2 separate regions of the Capsicum annuum genome follow, and region 1 is linked to region 2. Evidence: chromatin contacts called from public Hi-C data. All regions are on one chromosome and are shown on one strand. Each heading gives the region's core, a stretch centred on a gene start, on an enhancer-like site or on the middle of the called end of the contact. The rest is flanking DNA. Distances are from core to core; before and after follow the strand shown.

The links. Hi-C and Micro-C count contacts between places; a contact is called where the count stands out from the background.
Region 1: a Hi-C map of placenta shows a contact between it and region 2, with 4 times the contacts expected there. The contact joins the promoter of LOC107863629 here to the enhancer-like site in region 2. A contact is called at or near these places in 2 of 5 Hi-C or Micro-C datasets (bud and placenta).

What each region holds. Positions count from the first base shown.
Region 1 is chr3:100,704,360-100,707,211 of UCD10Xv1.1, reverse strand. LOC107863629 (serine/threonine-protein phosphatase 4 regulatory subunit 2) reads right to left here and starts at 1,586. Exons shown (of 7, transcript XM_016709647.2): 1 at 1,376-1,586; 2 at 1,223-1,286. The coding sequence starts at 1,394.
Region 2 is chr3:100,284,420-100,287,277 of UCD10Xv1.1, reverse strand. No RefSeq gene overlaps it. Among protein-coding and RNA genes, the nearest start is that of LOC107863634, 100 kb to the left of the region's middle. Within about 2 kb of position 1,482, at least 5 of the 5 cell types and tissues checked have an H3K27ac peak or open chromatin away from gene starts, as enhancers often do. A contact at or near this core is called in bud, where this site is marked.

The DNA of each region.
Region 1 (2,852 bases), core at 337-2,836, 420 kb before region 2:
AAAATATTGGGAATCTATGGCCAAATGCTAGCTTAATCACACTCCTTGAATGGTGAACTGCACATGACAAGTGGAGTGGTCAATAACATTTGTCATGCCCCGTGGCCGTTTCCTGGTAAATGTTCCATTTGATTACAAAGTTGGATGGGCCAAAAAGATTTCAAGCTTAAGAAACATAATTTTGACAACAACAGTAGATCAACTAGAATATACTACCAAAAAAGTTGCAAAATATTTCCATATATATATATATATATTGGTATCTTGGGTTACTATAATCCAAGCACCTACAGGGATACAACAATAATGTCATTAAGCCTTCCAATTGAGCACTATAATGGAGCAAATAGCAGCTGATAAACATAAGAGCCTTACCAGGCCAAGCTGACCAAGACTAGATTTTTGGATGTTGCAAGCGCAGTGACTTGTTATGTTAGTAACTAACGCTTGAAGTAGAGGGTTCTGCTCATATTTATGGATTAGATTCAGGTGAGCACATCCAAGTTATAAGAGTAGTTTGGTTAGACCAAACTCAAAACTTAACTAGTCTCTGCTCTTTGAAGTACTCAAACACAATAAACAGCTTAATAACTTTCAACCAACTTGTACAAAATTTATAATTTCTTTTGATAGCTAAAAGAAGTGTCTTATCAAACCAACTATAGACTCCAGTATAACGTTTTTAGGCTTAGGTTAAAGAATCTGACCTTCTTCCTAAAAAACGTCTGATGTTCAAGTGACCTATACGGTTATATTTCTAAGTATGTTCTAATCCAACTTTATTGAGTTAGTAAAACAAGGCAGGCAAAGTTGCAAAGTAGTACAAGATAATGTCAGTTTTAGGAAAAAACTTGAATGGGAAAGTATAAGAAAGGAATACAACAATACTCATAGATGAAATACAAATATCAATCTAATAGCAGAAGTATTACTACATTCTTTTATCTCCAAGATATACAAGCTAAACTTGGAGCAACGTTGTCTCTGCCATGGAAGCAGTCATTTATGGGGATGTTTTGTGCACCCAACTGTCCTTTTTAAAATTCTAGCTAAAGTTGCAGTGAGCTTGTTTGTGCTGCCTGATCAACACTAATCATGTTCATCCATTTCAGATGCAGGTAAAAGATTTAGATAGATAGAAGAACAACCATTTACACGGGAGTGAAAAAGCGGACTAACTCAGACTGCAAATTTAAAGGGGAAAGAAATTGTCATAGCATACCAATACTTGCCACTAGCTGCCATTACTTCAATTACACTCTTAATCTCCTTTTCAGATTCCATGCCTGTAGAGAGCCAGAATATGATATGGAAGTTAAAAAATGATAAATAAAGCAGCGTTCCAACAAATTACTTATAACCATCAATTGAATACCTGATTGAGGAGGATCCATATATATATATACACACACACTCCAACAAGAGGGACAAAAGGAAGATTAAACCCTAATTCATCTGGTATTCAATTTGTTGTACTTTACTATTATAGTTATACCCGTGTTAGAGTTTAGGTGGGTCGGGTATGGGTCAAACCAATATGTGTGGTTTCGGTAATGGCTCTAACTTGCCCCAACTCACACATTATTAGTACCGGGCCAAGACACATACGACTATGAGAACACATAGGGCTCGTTTGGTGTGAGGAATGAGGGGTAAATAGTTTTCGGATAAAATTTATGAAGTATACTTAATATTGAAACTCACCATTTATATCATAGTAATGAAATAAGTTATTATCCCATACGTATGGTGGGATAACTAATCTCAGGATTAATTATTCTGAGATAATTTTTTCCCAACCAAGCGATCCTATAGAGGTAACTTTGGCAATAAGTATCCATTACGAATCATTTTATGTATAAAGTATCATACTCTCTAAATAAAATGCAGGATTATTTTATCCTATGTTTGGTTTGAGGTATTAGTTAGTCTCAGATTATTTATTCTACCATTTATGAGTTCGTTTGGATGAACTTATTTTAAGTGTTTTTAAGTCAAAATTGACTTTTAAGTACTTTTGAAGTGTTTGAGTATATTTAAAAAATGCTTATAAGAATTTAGTTATAAGGTAAAATACTAAAAATAAGCCTAAAGTTTTAAGTTAGAAATCTTAACTTATGGCTTAAAATGCTAAGAATAAGTCAAAAACTATAAGTTAGAATTTCTAACTTATAATTTATGACTTATAAGTCAAAAGCCAAAAACTAATTTAAACAGACATTTATATATTAGTGATGGAATAAGTTATCCATATACATGATGAGATAACTTGTTCTCAACCAAATGATTCCATAGTAAATAATGTCATTTATATTTGAAATTTTTCTAAATTTATGAGTAACATTTAGGGCCCGTTTGGACATGGAAATTTTTCCCTTTTTTTCGAAAAAAAATTTCGGAGTTGGAAATTGTGATGTTTGGCCATGAAAATTCGAAAAATAATTTCGAAAATTTTTTCTGAAAAGGAAAAACAGGTTTTTGTTGTTTTCACAAATTTTCAACTCCAATTCCAACTTTTATTATTATTACATATAACCCAAATCTTTTAAATTTTTACATAAAACTCTCCTTATAACATTACTTTTTCAATATTACGTATATAGCAGTTTTAAAGAATAAGATAATTATAATTTAAAACTTACTGCTATCCTAATTAATATATATCTCTTTTTCTCTCTCATCATTATTTCTATCCCTTATTTAAGACATTATTTTACTGCTAATTTATATTTATACCCATAAATATATAAAGTATTATATTTATTTATACCCATAAATATATAAAATATTATATTTATAATAGAAATATATACAAAGTATGCTATATATAAAGTTTATACCATTTATATACC
Region 2 (2,858 bases), core at 233-2,732:
GAGTTCCTGTAGAACCTTAAGTGAATAATATTGACAACATGGGTTTCTGTAGGACCTTATTTGAATAATATTGGGTTCTTGTAGAACTTTAACTTACAATATTGGATTTCTGTAGAACTTTAATCAATAATATTGGGTTCCTATAGAACCTTAATCAACAATATCGGGTTCTTGTAGAACCTTAATCAACAATATTGGGTTCCTGTAAAACCTTAATTAACAAATTTGGGTTCCTGTAGAACCTTAATCAACAATATCGGGTTCCTGTAGAACCTTAATCAACAATATTGGGTTCCTGTAGAAACTTAATCAACAAATTTGAGTTCCTATAGAACCTTAATAAAAAATATCGGGTTCCTTAAAACCTTAATCAACAATATTGGATTCTTGTAGAACCTTAATCAACAATATCGTGTTCTTGTAGAACCTTAATCAACAATATTGGGTTCCTGTAGAACCTTAATCAACAATATTGGGTTCTTGTGGAACCTTAACAGACGATATTGGGTCCTCGTAAGAACCTTAATTGAACAATATTGGGTTCTTGAAACCTTATATTTTTCATGTCCTAAATCGTATTCACATTCCATATTTCAAAACCACTCTAATCTTGTTTATTCGAGCTATCATTATTCAAATTCTCTTCACTTCAATCACACCAACCCATGATATCATTGTTGACGCCCCTATTCTCTATCATTAACATTCTTTAGAAATATTGTTCATTCCTAAATCTAGAACTACATACGACTTGATTCTTATAAAACCAAAGATATGTAGGCGACTTAAAACAAAAGTCCCAGTCACACTATTTTTAAAACTATCCGCCTGTATTTTCATTCCAACAAATCCTCTTTTTGGTCGGACAAAATTGACTACTACGTCAACTTTTGTTGCTCGACAATTCTTTCATCATTCTCAAGAAACGAAGGAGCAGTTGTTGACATCCAATTTTGACCTCCCAATGCTCTCTTAAGCTGTTATTTTGTCAATATTAGCTAACTTTTTTTACACATTATTTTGGTATCAAATAATTTTCGACAAGTCATATTCATGATTTAAACATATACAAATTATTTTATTACTTTTTATTTATAATATTCTACATTATTTTATTAAAATTTATTAAATTTTTTCGTAAATATAAACTCACATTTTTTACAAATATATTATCTATTATTATTATTGACAATTTTATATAATAATTTTACGTAAAATTAATTTTTAATGTATTTTTTAAAATATCGGCGTCTTATTATTTTTCTCACAGTCAATTTCAATTTATTCTCCTATGTATTTTAATTTCTATCCATTGTTGTACTCAATTTGCATCAATTGTAGTACAAATTAACATCAATTTGGCTATAAAATCTAATTCCAACTTTTGACCTATTTTTAAAATTATTTTAATCTCAACCGTTGATCGAAGTTAATCCAACGGTTGAGATCAGATAAACTTTCCTCTCCTTTTAAACAACAATTACCCAAACCCTAATCCGCATAGCAACCGCATCGGCACCCCCCCCCCCCTCACCTCTACACTTCAAACCGCCTGCCACCACCGGAGAGACCGACGACGCAACCCGGCCATTCTCCGAGTGGCATCACCGACTTCTGGACAGCAACAGCAGCAGCCGACCTCCCTTCTCTCCCCCTCTTTCTCTTTAAAACCACCAGGAGACCCCATGCTCCGGCGATCCGCATCTGCTGATGCCGACGCCTTTCACTATCTCCTTTTTCAGCCGATCCGCCAGCCATCACTAGCCGAAAGTTCCACCAGTGTCGCCGCTGCCTCCCCACGTCACCAAAACAGTCCATCTGACTCCAACCAGCAACGATCCGCCTCGAGCCGCAACTCTTTACGCCCGCACTTTTCGTCACCTCCTCGTTGGAGTTGACAACCAACGAGGTCCACTACGTATTTCGGGTTTGATTCTTGTTACAGATTAATTTTTGTTGTCTGTGTTGCTTGATGTCCTGGATTGAAATTTGTGAAAACGTGATTGTGGTTTCGGCTTGTTTATTAGTTCCTTTAGACTGCTGCATGTGAAAAACATTTTGGTGAACTTTAATTTTGTGTTTGTGTTCCTTCATTCGTTGATTACCAGTTCCCGCTGAATCATTTGTACTGATCTTGTTCATCGAGATTATGAGACTTGATCAGTATAAGGTCTTATCTGTTGTGATGAATTGTGATAGTCTAAGTGACTTTTTCTGTTCTTGTTAATGGCCTAACTAATGACAACCTCTTTTGAACACTAATTATGGTGATTTTAAAATCCTTGACTTGTGCAAATTATCAGGTAATGTGTGGCAGATCGACATATTCTTTGGTAAAATTGATTTTTCTTGTCTTATCATTTGAAAAATCTCTTGATTGATTGTCTTCTTTATTTCATTGCTTTTTATATATATTTTTTACTTGGTTATTTAATTCGATCGTAATCTGTTTATTTGATTTTTATCTAATTACGTTAATTAAGGAAAGGATTCTTCGTGATTAATTTTCATGAATGTCTCATTTTCTTTTGATTTAGTTAACTGATTGATGAAAATATTATCACTTATAGACAAATTTTGTTTTGAAAAAAAAAATCACACTTGATTATAATTCCCCTCTCTTTTAAAGGAAAATATTTCACTGATTGATGGGATTGGATTATTATTTCCTTTTCTTTTTTCCTCTTGATTGATTCCCTGAATATTTCTTAATCATTTTCTTTGAGACAACCCTTCTCATTCTTCGAGAAGACGGACAATCTCTACACTCTCTCGTACAAAAGCTTTAAGCAAAAAAAAAGTTACTTGATTTCTTTTTCTGAGTTGCATTTTACCTTTGGAGCTTTGGTCTCAATCTG